2 separate regions of the Mus musculus genome follow, and region 2 is linked to region 1. The links are chromatin contacts, called in public Hi-C maps. All regions are on one chromosome and are shown on one strand. The core of a region is the stretch at or near the end of the contact, and the rest is flanking DNA. Distances in the headings are between cores, read along the strand shown. Region 1 overlaps Slc1a2 (solute carrier family 1 (glial high affinity glutamate transporter), member 2). Region 2 overlaps A930006I01Rik (RIKEN cDNA A930006I01 gene).

Region 1 (6,837 bases), core at 3,234-5,733:
CAGTGAAAAGACACGGGACTTAACCTTGACTAATACTCCTCTTACTACTAGCTCACTTAAATGAAGATGCTGGTATCCTCGTCTGCAAAAAGACACAAGGTAGCCTTGAGATATTCCATCTCCCTCCAGGTCCTTTATCACCTCACAGTGGGGTATGACCTCCGTCTTCCTCTCTGAGATGAGAAGGAGGCCTGGTATCAGGTGAGGAAGGAATCCTATGTTCCAAAAAATATAAATAGTTTAGCTGGAGGCCAGTGAGAAACCATGGATGCTCCACCTGCATCCTGGTGCCCTGGAGAAGCTCAGCAAAGCTTGGTTTTGCAGCCAATGAGGGCAACTATACATTTGCATTCCCCCTTAACTGAAAGCTACTAGATTCTCCCCCACCCCCACCCCCGGCCAGACAATAGGTGGAAAACTACAATTTTGTTACCCTAAATAACGGAAGAATGGTGAGGAGGGAGGGAATAGCAGTGGAAGACATTTTCTTTGTCTACTTTGCCAACTACATCATTCTGCTTTCAAATGTGCGTGTGTCCAAGCGTGAATGTCATATCATTTTCATATCATGTGGACAAGTTTCACGGACATTGATCCTCACTTAGGCTGTTTGCCTTACAGGGACTGCGGAGCTATGACCCCTCACTGCCTCAGTGAGAGAATGGATTAACCAAACTTTCAAAACTGTGAGGAAGAGAGCTGGAGAGATGGCTCAGCAGATAAGAGCACTTTCTTCTCTTCCAGAGGACCTGGGTTCAATTCCCAGCACCCACGTGGTAGCTCATAATTGTCTGTAACACCCTCACTCAGATATGCATACTGGCAAAACACTGATTCATGTAAAATAAGTTATTTTTTAAGCTACCAGGAAGAAATGATAAAGCTAGAAGAACTTTCATTTTTGCCAGGGACTCCCCAGTCTTCTATTCTTGAATGACACACGTCAACTCTGTGGGCCGCACAGCCTCCTGGCCTTCTTGCCTGGGCTGAGAAATTTGATGAAACCTTGCTGAAGCTCCCCAGAGATAGCTGAGCATTGTCTTAGATGGCTCTGCTCTTCAGTGCGCAGAGCCTCACTTCCTCTTCACAATCATTGTGCTTAGGAGATAGCTACAGGTTCATGCTTCAGGGGCAGCCACTCCACAGTGCTTCCTCTTCAAGGCCACTGTCCTTTATGACATACCATCCTCTATCCTCAGGCAGTAAGACTACAATAAGCCTAGTGGTTGTGCTTTGGAAAAATCCCAACAGACACACTGATGGCATCAGCAAGTGGGGCCTTTGGAAAGTGGTCAAGAGGTCAGAACCCTCAAATGAGATCAGTCCCTTGTTAAAGGGACTCCAGGGATGTCTCTTGCCCTCTGTCTTCCATATAAAGACACAAAAGAGGACAACAGCTTTCAAGCCCGACAGGTGTCCTTCCCAGAACCCATGTTGTCCCCTGGGATCAGATGTCCAGCCTCTAGAAAGATAAGAAGCAATTTTCTGTAGTTTCTAAATGCCTAGTTTGTAGTACTTTGTTGGAATGTAGCTGAAGGAGCTATGGGCGGTTCTTGGGCAGAATCTTTTGTGACTTTGTCTGGAATGGCATTTCATAAGACAGTGAACAGCAGAGCCATGAGGCTTTATGCATTTAACTCAGTAAAGACATCAAGGATCAAGAAGGGCCTGTCTAGCTAGCTATTATCGAGAGAGAGAGAGAGAGAGAGAGAGAGAGAGAGAGAGAGAGAGAGAGAGAGAGAGAGAGAGGAGAGAGGAGAGAGAGAGAGAGAGAGAGAGAGAGAGAGAGAGAGAGAGAGAGAGAGAGAGAGAGAGAGAGAGAGAGATAGTTTATGAATAGATGAGAATGAAGAGGAGAGCCAGGCTCACACAATTCTTCATGAATATCATCTGTGTTCTGTGCAGTCCGAGGAAAGAGAGTCTCTGCTTTTAAACTTAAGTCCCCTCCTGTTAATGTCTTTGCACGCCTTGGTGTCTCTGCTGAGACTCTGACTCCCTAAAGCAGGCAACAGTGTTTAGATTGCTAGGTTCATTAAGGGTGGCCCACACTGAGGAGGTTATGGAGAGTCTGAACAAGAGCTCGTCAGCTACACATACATATGCATCATCATCATCATCACCACTGTTATTGGTAAGTCTCAGAGTGCATCCACTCTGTCCTGGGGATACACACAGGAAATACAGACAGATGTTCACATCAGCTTCATTTTATTTGAAGAAACACCTAGAAATGTGGCAAGTGAAGTCAAGTAGCAAAATGCAGCATATTCACATGTCCTCATATTACCATTTTATCATATTACAAGTGCCAGCTATGGATGGACTGAGAAACACTGTGCCGAGCAGAGGGGGAAAAGGAGTGCATGTGACTACATGTGTTCTCAGTTCTTTCTTTTTTTTTTTTTATAAGCTTCCAAAGCTACTTTAGGAGTTTAGGTTTGGTCACTGGGGCGTGCTTTTAAGGGAGATTGTGAGAGAGCCTGCCTCTTCCTCTTCTCATCCCAGTCATGAAGTTCTCTCTCTCTCTCTCTCTCTCTCTCTTTCTCTTCTCTCTCTCTCCTCTCTCCTCTCCTCTCCCCTCTCCCTACTCTTCCTCCTCTCTTCCCACCTTTCCTCCCTCCCGCCTCTCATGTGTACATGGCCAGAGATCAATATCAAGTGTCATGTTTTATGTTTCTCTTCCTTATTGTTCAAGACAGGGTTTCTCGTTGAACCTGGAGCTCACTACTTGTCAGTTAGACTGACTTGCAAATGAGTGCCAGGAGTCTTCCTGTCTCTACAGCTGCAGAAGTGGAATTCCAGGTATATGACATTAAGCTTTGTTCTCTATGAAGCTGCTGGGGATCCAAGCTCAGGGCCTCATGCTTGTATGCAAGTATTTTACCTACTGAACCGTCTCTCTAAACGCAAACTATTGATTAAGAAGCAGAGTATGGGTCAGGAGGATACAGGGTAAAAAAAGAGTCATATAGGTTTGCATTCCATGTAGCATTATGGCTCAGATTTAGGGGACATTTATCTTATTGTAATGTGAAGCTATACACCATGCATATGTGCTTGTGAGTATTCGTACATGCGCGAGCGCACACACATACACACACACACACACTTTAGTTTACCTTCGTTTACCTAGATGAAAGCCTTTAAATTTCAATGTTAAAAGCTGGGAGAGTTTCTAATTTAAACCAGGTGTTTCAAGTGTGCCAAAGAGTTGACCTATTGAAGTTGGTTTGGAATGTCCCCCTAAAGGCCCATGTGTTCAAGGCTTGGAAATAATGGGAACCAGTGGAAACTTTGAGGCACGGATCTGCTAAGAGCCCTTCTGGCACTTGGTATGCCCTGAAGGTGAATGTGGCAGCCTGCCTCTTCCCCGTTCTCTCTTTCTCAACCTAGTCGTAAAGTCTGGAGCTTTAAGCTCCATCAGGTGCTTCCTACCCTGTTGTGCTTCACTGGCACAGGCCGCAAAGCAAAAGCACCAATAAGCCTTGGCCTCCAAACCCGAGCCAAAGAAACCTCTTCTCTTTGTAAGTAGATTTCTAGAGGGCATTTCCTCCTGTAACGGAAACTAACAGTCGTGTTTACAGAAATCTTCAGAGTCCTAACTTCCGGTCTACAGTTGGTCCTTCTATATTCACTCCAGATTAGACTTTCTTCTTCTTTCCTTGCTTCTTCGTCATTAACAAAGCAACACTTGGCTCACACAAATTGATAGATTCTCACCTATGATCCAGGAGTGATGGATTCTTGGCTTCACTCTAGTCTCTCCTAGTCTGTGCCATCCTTTGGAGAACTGGCTGACACTGGCTTACTTATGTCTATTCTAAGTGTGAAACATTCACTTGGACTCTGATTTTGGCTGCTTGCCATCTTAAAAGAAAAAATGGCAACTGAGTAGCATGTAGCATGTTTTCTGAAATTGAGATTTTGGTGCCATTTTTACTGTGGATGAGATGCAGACTTAACTCCAAGGGACGAAAGTATCAAATGAAGTGTTCATTTTCACCAACAATCTAAGCAAATTGTTGTCATTCGTGACAAGAGACATGCTGTGTCGCATCTATGGATGTTGCTCATTCAGTATCAGATATGCACTTCTTTCCTCTCTCCAGAATGGAAAGGAACTAATGCATCCCATCGATCAGTGGGTGCCCTGCACTGTGAAATGTGAGCCTGTCACATCTGGGTGGACTTAAATTGCTTAAGCCTCTCACCATGTCTGTGGTGATCATCCCATTGAAGGCTGTGAATTTAATTTCTCTAACATGACCTTTTAATGTCTGCCATGCTATTCCTCAGGTATAATTGTTCTAATTCTCTTAAAAGGCTAAAAAATTGCTGTGCTAGAATACTAAGAAATGGTTTGACTGTCTTTTATGAACTGTTTAAGAAATTCAAGGGAAAATTTCATTTCCCTTTTCTTACCATACACTTGATGAGGTTGTACTTCCTTGCCCCACAGACAGAGCAATGCTTTGGCCATTGAACCATAAGCAGACTCGAGGTAGCTAGCATTCGGGAGGGATTGCTGAGGCTGAGTACAGATTCTGCTGTGTTTCTTTTAACCTGCATTGATAAACATAGAGACAGTCTCCACCATACTTTCTCTTGTGGTTTGTATGTAGATCTCTCCTACCCACAAAGGTTAATGTGCTAAAAGCTTGGTCCTAAGTGTGCAAATGTTGATAAGTTTAGGTCCTTTCAGAGGTTGGATATAGTGAGAGATGACTAGGTCACTCAGGCTCTCTTACTCCAAAGAGATTAGCATCTGCTTCGCGGGAGTGGGTAAGGTCTCATAACTTGACTTTGGAAATGGGTTGTAATTGCTCAGCCTTGTGTTTATCTTCTTCTAACCACCACACTGGCCACTCTTGTATGATTTCTTCCATGTGATGTTACCTACCTGCTACGACATCACGAGGCACATGCTGACCATGGCCGCCTGAACTCAGACATTTCAACCTCCTAGAAAATGGCCCCAAATATACCTCACTTTTTTTTTTTTTCGAGACAGGGTTTCTCTGTATAGCCCTGGCTGTCCTGGAACTCACTTTGTAGACCAGGCTGGCCTCAAACTCAGAAATCCACCTGCCTCTGCCTCCCGAGTGCTGGGATTAAAGGCGTGCGCCACCATGCCCGGCTATACCTCACTTTCTCACAGTGTTCCTCTCAGGGGTTTGAGAGATGCCCCCCAGTGTGGATTAAGTAAGACATTCCCCGGATGAGGGTAGAAAGGAATAGTGTTTCTAGCTAAATGGGGATTAATATGCCACCTAGATAAGAAATGAACAGGGGTTTTGGAAGCCTCCTTAGCATGGCTGGTTCACAGATGAACCATCATAACACACATCCTGTTAGATTTGCTTCATTAGCTGTGACTTTACTGCATACTGTACTGAGGTTTTCCAGAAAGTGTTTATTTGAAGTATCATAGACTTCCGTCCATAACTTCTTCCACAAATACCACTAAAGATATAACTAACACTCTGTAACTAATAAACTTCAATGAAAGTGAATAGGCGACTACAAAGAGAAATTGCAATCTACATTTATTGATGAGAGAGATATATATACACAGTAGTTAAAACACTTAGTGAAAGATTGAATTCACAGGTTATTTCCATCATATGAAGAATATCCAGTTATTTTACACATGAAATGTTACAGTCATGAGTCTACATCACAAGGAAAGCTAAAGACGAACACAGGAGATCTCAACTACCCAAGGTGTGCTTTGCCAACAAGGCATTTCCTAGTACCATATATAAGAAACAGCCCCCAAATTAGTCTCTTTGCATTCATTAGTCTTTAAATACCATGTGCTATAGACGCACTATGCTACATGACACCAGACCAACGGGGACTGTGAGCGGAAGGGAAAACATTAATCTGATCTTTCATTCAAAAATAATCCTGCCTAAAGTCTCCTTCCCTTCTGTACTTTTTTTTTTTTCATCCATAATTTGAAGGGCACAGTCACCATATCCCCTCACTCCACACATCTGGGGAAGCCCCTGAAAATGAGTGTGCTTGCTTCACCTCTCAATGATCTGTGAGGAAAGGGAGGGGTACTCTCGAGCACATTGCTGTTTCTTCTGTCTTTGTGGGGAAGAGAGGGGTTACAGGAACTACAAAGTATGGTATTTAGTGAGAATGCAGTTCGCAAAATCACATCTAATTGCCATTGTTAATCTCATCTCCACCTACTCCACACAGGCAAGCAGAGCAGGCTGAGTAGAGGAGATCAGCCTCCTGTCACATACTCAAGATCAGTCCATCAAAGGTTGGTCCTCTGCCAATGCCAAGGTTGACCACTGGCCTTTGCTGGTCCTCAACCATTGCTGGCCCCTGGCTGTTGCTGGCCCTGAGCCTTCGTGTGCTTCTAGTACTCTGTTGTTCTCTCACAGGTGTGCAATTTGCTGCCAGAACTGTGCTTTCGGGGGAGGCTCAGGCTCACCTGCATGACTACTAATCAATAAAAACATTCTTGTACTCCAACTCGGGAAGTCAAAGGTAACAAGGTTCTTCAGGCCATGATGTTTAGGCCATGATGAAGGTCACCATCAAGTGAAGATCTGACAACCAGAGAGGTTGACCCTTCCCCCAGAAGACATGATTTGAGTATGAAGAGGAGATGGACTTTTTGATTTTTTTTTCTGTCTCTTTAAGCCCAGTCCACCAGTGAGGGAGGAGAGACGAGTGTCTTCATTCTAAACCTCCCTCAGACTTGGTAACCACAAGTTCCACTGGTGCACTGAGTGGGAATGATGCAGGCGTAGGCTGATATTTCACTGAGTAACAGGAAACACATTCACCCCCATTCCTCCTCGGGGCTGTATT
Region 2 (6,837 bases), core at 2,860-5,359, 570 kb before region 1:
GTAAGACCTGGTATACAAAACAGGTAACAATAACACACACATACACAGACACATACACACATTCGCACACAGACACCCCCCACATAATACATGTATGTGTGTGTACATGTATATACACAGAGAGAGACACACACACATTCAGAGACACACACAGACACACACATGCACCTCCAAACACAGTAGCCTTAACTTTTGACTTTACAGTTTTTCCTTCTAGTTATTTTCAGAGTGGTTTTTCTTCTTTGTGGTAAATATATACGATATAGCATTTTAACCATGTTTGAATATGTATGTTAGTGGCACACTATATTTACACTGTTGTGCAGTTACTACTGCCAACCACTTGAGACTTTCCAATATCCCAAACTAAAACTCACTACCCATTAGGCAACCTTGCCCCTTTCTTCATTAGCCCCATCCCTAGTAATTTCTGTTTTACTTTGTGAGTATGGCTTTAGCTTCCAGCTGTCTATTTTTTCTTAATTATATTTTAAAATTTATTTTGTGTTTGTGTGGGTGTGTGTGCATGCTGTGGTATACACATACAAGCCAGAGGACAATTTGTAGAAATGAGTTCTCTCTTCCCACCATGTGGGGTCCAGTGATTGGAGTCAGGGCTTTGGGCCTTTAGGAATGTGGTTGTCCAGGTGTTGTTAAAGTGGGATCACTTCCAGACATTTGTATCATAATGTGGTGCCTTTTCTTTTTCATTGGTTCATATAAGATATATAAACCTTTTTGTCTGTCTGTTTCTGTGGGAGGTTTTGGGGGTGAGTTAAAGATGAGCACCACCACCATCCAGCTAGACCTTCTCCTTTTATTAATTAATTTAGTTGTTCACTTTACATCCCTGTTGCAGCCCTGCTTCCTCCTCTTCTCTCAGTCCCACCCTCACAAATCTCCCCTCCCCATTTCTCCCTCCTCTTCTCCAGGGGAAGCCCCCTTTGGGTATCTCCCTGCCCTGGGGCATCAAGTCACAGCAGGACTAAGCCCATTCTCTCCCACTGAGGCCAGACCAGGCAGACTAGATAGGGGAAGTGGATACAATGGCAGGCAACAGAGTCTGAGACAGCCTGCCCTCAGCCCTCCACCCCACTCTAATTGTTAGGGGACCCACATGAAGACCAGCTAAATAGTCTAGTAAAAAATGAAAAGAAAAAATGAAAACGAAATTGGAATTGAGCCTAATAAATGTTGAATTTAGCATCCTGATTTTTTTCACTTTTTGATATCATAAGCATCTTTTTATATGCATTCTATGAATATCATAGAGTATCATAGAACTATTTTAAATGGTTAAACATTGTCAAATTGAGGGATTTTTATCACTTATAGTATTCTTTTCCCAGTGTCTTTAAACAATTACAGTGCTAAAAGGTATTGTGGAGATAGCTCAGTTGGCAGAATGCTTCCATCCTTGAACCCACGTAAGAAAGTCAGGCATGATGGTGTATGCTTGTAATCTCAGCTCTGGGGGGCGTGGAGACTGGTGGGTCTCCCCTGCTTCCTGGCCCACTCAGCCTAGCCTACTTGATGAGGCCCAGGTCCCAGTGAGAGACATTGTCTCAGATAAAAGGGGGCCCTCAAGGAATAACAACTTTGCTCTGGCCTTCACCAACACATCATGGCTGGTTTTCTTACATGTGTTCAGGGGATAGAATTTGGGTCTTTGCTACAAGGCATGGATTTTGCCAACTGAGCTATCTTCCTGACCCATAATACCTTTTAAAAATGGCAGGCATTTAGAAATACTGGTGATATGGTCACTACATTTGATAATGTTCAGCTGTTTAAACAATGTTCATAGACAGAATGCATACAAAAAGATGCCAATGATATCCAAAAGTGAAGAAAAGAATCCAGGGTGCTAAATTCAATCATCATTAGGTTTAATTAAAATGCACCGTGCTCAGATGCCATCTTTTCTTTGAGATTACATGCTTATTTGGGGGCCAACTTGGAATTTTGATCATGGAGGTTACTGGGTCTCTGTCTCCTACCCCAAATTTCTCTTGCTGCCTTTACTTGGGAGGGGGTGACACTAGTTAAAACTCGCCCACCTCTGACTTGTAACTTTAGGATTGGTCTTTCCCTGTGGAGACCCAGGGGCCCTGGGTTCCCACATCAGCTGGGCTCATCTCAAACGTCACGGAGAGGTGGCTTGTCCTCTCCCTTCCAGGGAAAGGCTGTGTCACAATGAGCAGCGCTGGGCTTCTCCCAGCTCTTTCTTGGTAGCATAATCTGACGGGTGCTGAACAGGGCTCCCAGCTGCCTTCAGCTGGCCTTTGAGAAGACGTCATGGCCAGTGCAGATCTGAATCAGCCCATTTTCTCCCCCGTGGCACTGTGTGCTTTGGCTACCTGGCCAGAAAGCTGGGCTTATACTTACCTATCATTTTGATGCTATCTTGGGGTGTAACTGGAACTGGGTTCTGGGTGTGGAAATTCTTACTCAGAGCACAAAAGGTTGGAGGGAACTCAGAGGCTGCACCCAGGAAGGGACTCTTCCCTGAGGCCTCTTGGCTAGGTGGCTCTTATTTCTTGGAGCGGTGCTATGGCCAACAGGTGAGTGTTCCTTTGGGGAGTGAGTTCTTGCCTTTTCAGTAGCTATGGGCTATTGTAACTGGTCTTACCTACCATGTCTGCAGTATTCCACCAGTCCACAGATGAATTACCCCAGGGTGGAAGAGTAAAGGCAGAGCTGTCTCTATGGCCCTGTGAGCACTCTGGTCTTCTTTCACTGTTGTACTTGAGATGTGTTCCATATCCCTCAGATGGACTCCCGGCTTCCTGAGCAATGGCAGTTGGATTCCAGATGGATTTGGAGGGTTCAGTCTCCACCCCAGGAGAGGGAGAGATTATGCATGGCTGACTTTGGAAGTCCTGTCATCCACATTTACATATTTGTTCCTTTCCCTGTTTTTTTTCTGGTGTACAGTAATGACTTCATTTTCTCTTTCTCAATTGTATTTGTAGATGAAAGCTCCTTCTGTCACGATAGCAAATGGCATAAGCGTGTTTGCTTTGATATGCGGTTTCTGATATGCAGATGTGAGAAGACACACAAGAACTTCCGTGAATGAACCCACATTCATTCCTTCTTTATCAATGAGATAAAGGTTCTCATCAAGTTGTTACATTGCCTCTTTTGATTTTGCTTTGTGCTATCTACAAAGCACTGGAGCATCTAACCCCGAGGGAACATTGTGGAAGAGGGGGCAGAAAGATTATGAGCCATAGGACCATGTTTGCTATAAGGTTGTGTCTCCTAGCAATGTCAGATGATACACCCATAAAGTCTCACCAATGCGCCTACACAGGAGCTGAACAAGGACAACAACAGATATGCTAATTCAGGCCAGGAAAAGCCCACAAGACCTCAACCCTACACAAAGAACTTCCCACACCTAATGAATGCTGAGGTGGAAGAAATAATCTTCCCTGGGGAAGAACACACCAGTTAGTTATCCAGTATCAAACGATCAGCCCTGAAAACACACATACAAGTAACATTATACAGACCAAGAGGGTTGTATTCAGGATTACACATGTATATACATAAATATTCATGCAATAAAAGTTGATTTAAAAAGAGACTGAATCTGAAAGTGAGCAAGGAGGGGTAAAAGGGGAGGTCTGGAGGGAGGAAAGGAAAGGAGAAATGTAATTATAGTCTCAAAAATAAAAAATTGTATTTTCATTTCAAACTATTGTAATACTTAACACACAGACAAAGGTTGGTTGAGTAAGACTATGTACTCTAAATATCCGTCTTTAAGCCTCACTCTTGCTGGTTCTTTTCATGTTCTTTTCTACCCCTTGACATTAAGTCATTGCAGTATTGCACCGTGTATCTCCAAAAGACAAATATTCTTTAAAAGCAAAACAACAGGAAAACCCTTAGTCTCCATGTATGTCTTTGCTATGGTTTCCATTGCTGTGATGAAACACCATGACCGAAGCTGCTTGGGGAGGAAAGGGTGTATTTGGCTTACACTTCCACACTGTAGTCCATTTTTGAAGGAAGTCAGGATAGGAACTCAGGACAGGAACTAGAGGCAAGAGAGAGCTCATGCATAGGCCACAGAGGAGTGCTGCTTACTGACCTGCTCAGCCTGCTTTTTTATAGAATCCAAGACCAACTACCCTGGGGTGGCACCACCCACAACGTGGGGACCTTCCACATCAATCACTAATTAAGAAAATGCCCCGCAGGACTGCCTACATCCTGATTTTATTGAGGCATTCCCTAAACTGAGGCTCCCTCCCCTCCAGTGACTCTAGCTTGTGTCAAGTTGACATAAAACTAGCGTATCTGTCAACATTGGTGCCTGTGTCTATGTGTGCTCATATGTGTGCACTAGAGTATTGTGGTCAGAGGCTGGCACTGGGTATCCTTGTCAATCATTCATCATTCATCGTTGTTTGTTTTTTTGTTTTTAAAAAAATGGTCTCTCATTGAGCCTGGAATTCATTAACTGGCTGTATTGCCTGGCCAGTGAGCTTTAGAGATCCTCCTGTCTTCACTTCCTGGTTCTGGGGTTCCAGGCATATGACATACCCGACTTTTTACTGTGTGTTGAGAATCCCAAGTCAGATCATCCTGCTGGTGCAGCAAGCACCTTGCCAACTGCACTATTTCCTCAGCCCTGCATCTACTTTTAAAGGAAGAAATTAAGGAAGTTTTTATAGAGATCAAAGAAAAGAACAAAATATATCCCTTCAGTTATAAATTTAACAGACAGCTAACATCTCCTTATCATTTCTGATATGGGTCATCTTGCCATAATCAGAAAAAGAATCACCCTATCATACATAGGCTGGTGAACTCATTTTACTTGACCAACTTAAAGAGGGGCCTTAGTAAAAAATACACTGTAATTTCTCATCACTTGCCACAATGGAGACTTTCATTCTTTGGAATATAATACCATGACTCAGGATGGTGCCCATGGAATGTATTCCCCAGGTCTACTTTGTATAACTTTTCATCTGCTTAGCTGTGGTGTTGGTCAGTTAGTTTTGTTCAGAGCAGTGTGGTCTCCTAGCTTTTTTGACTATGCAATTTTACTAGAAAATAAGTGAGCTCTGCCCATGAATACTGTACTAACCAACTGTATAGTGTTTTATCATGCAGATAAATATGTTCTAAACTAGAAATGGAAAACGATAAGATGAGAAGCACATAGCGGTTTTAATATTATCTTCTTGCCCTACATAGATTTTGTTGTATATGCCTCCAATGCAGAGCTCAGGGGAAGGCTATGGATGTGGGGCTATGACACAGTGCACTGATGGGTGACAAAGCCAGATGACTCAGGCTTAGATGCCAGGTCTGCTAACCCTTAGCTGTGAACTCTCAGGAAGCTCACTTTCTTCTTCAAATCTTTCATTTGTAATGTGAAGATGTTAAGAACATACCAATATGGTAAGGTTCGATCTATAAGCAGAACCTGGTACACAGTAGTCACTTATTAATATGGTCTAGCTAATAATGATGACAATGACAGGCATTCCTAGCAGACTAGCAGTGGTCTGAGTTTTTCTCTCCATGTGCAGAGGGCCACAGTGAAATGCACAGATCGCTACTTCCTTAGGTACTGCCTGAACTCGTGATCATAACGACAGTGAGGGTGTGTGGTAGTTACAGGAATAGTCATGTTGGGTGTGATGAATAGCATGTCACTCAGTTTGTTTTAACTGATGATGATAGTTATGATGATGTTCACACTGGGCATGACGACTATGACAAGACATGGAAGGCTTTTACAGTTCCCGTCTGAGCCACTTTGTCAATACTTCTCTTTCCTAAGAAGCCTTCCCTCAGCCATCCGACAAGTATGCGAGTGGTTCGTCTTGTCTGCCGCCCTCCCCAGTCTCTCTCTATTGATCTCTTCTGTTTGTTTGTTTTCTTTGTTTTTTGTATTTTTTTCTGTAAAGCCTGGTGCTGTGATTGCCTGTAAGTAGGACCAGGAGGTGGGACTAAGATCCCTGTTCAATCAGGGGACTACTCCTCTGCCAGTGGCACTCGATATCATAGGTCAAGGAGCTAGTCTCTCAGGCCATAAGGAACATGGGGAAGAGCACTAGAAACCTAGAGTGCAGCTCCCAGAATGCATCCCTTTTTGGCTTTACTTGCCAGTGGCTCCTGTCTTTGTTGTCTTGAGAGAGGCCGAGCTCTTCTGGTTTTCCAGCCTGGTCTATAGGGCTAGGCTACCTGGCCTGCGCACACTCACCTATGGCTATGAGGAAATCCGGACTCCCCACAGGCCTGGAATCCCAAGAAAGCTGTGGAGGAAAGACTTTCTCTTTTCCAAGATCGGGACAAAGGGTGTTAGCAGTGTGCCGGAGGGTGCTGAAAGGCGTGGCTGAATTAAAATGCAAATGTGCCTAACACTGTATCTTCCATTAACTTTCCAATAACCTTGCTGGCTGGACTTCGTGGAACTATGTTCCACCTTCTCCAGGTGTGGTTCAAATTTAACATTTTAAATAGATCCATAGTCAAAGGTAGATGCCTTGATATTCTAGGCCACATCGACTTGGACAATTAATCTTTTTAGTGATTTAACACAATAAGATTTCACCATCTTTTCTGTATTTCTGTGTAGATCATGTATCTACAGAGGCTATCATGAGACGAGGCACTCAGATGCGAGCGTGCACTCATCTCTTCATGTAGTTCTGCACCCGGGACCTTGCGTGTGTCTCTAAGTTGCTGGGTAAAGCACACTTCATCTCAGCAATCAGGAGGCAGAGGCAAGCAGACAGATCACTTCTGACTTTGAGAACAGCTTGGACTATCCTGTGAGTTCTGGGCCACCCAGATCTATAGGTG

What was found. Hi-C and Micro-C count contacts between places; a contact is called where the count stands out from the background.
Region 2: a Hi-C map of the G1E-ER4 cell line shows a contact between it and region 1, with 2.4 times the contacts expected there. The contact joins two enhancer-like sites. A contact is called at or near these places in 20 of 484 Hi-C or Micro-C datasets (the G1E-ER4 cell line, the HPC-7 cell line, LSK cells and 16 more) and 2 of 115 datasets of contacts at active chromatin or transcription factors (astrocytes and pancreatic cancer cells).

Annotation. Positions count from the first base shown.
Region 1 is chr2:102,789,472-102,796,308 of GRCm38.p6, reverse strand. It overlaps Slc1a2 (solute carrier family 1 (glial high affinity glutamate transporter), member 2), which reads right to left. Exons shown (of 11, transcript NM_001077514.4): 11 at 5,525-6,837. Among named protein-coding and RNA genes, the nearest start is that of Gm13872, 46 kb to the right of the region's middle. Within about 2 kb of position 4,483, at least 5 of the 459 cell types and tissues checked have an H3K27ac peak or open chromatin away from gene starts, as enhancers often do. A contact at or near this core is called in the G1E-ER4 cell line, where this site is marked.
Region 2 is chr2:103,360,438-103,367,274 of GRCm38.p6, reverse strand. The region is part of intron 1 of A930006I01Rik (RIKEN cDNA A930006I01 gene); the gene reads left to right. Among named protein-coding and RNA genes, the nearest start is that of A930006I01Rik, 8.9 kb to the left of the region's middle. Within about 2 kb of position 4,109, at least 6 of the 459 cell types and tissues checked have an H3K27ac peak or open chromatin away from gene starts, as enhancers often do. A contact at or near this core is called in the G1E-ER4 cell line, where this site is marked.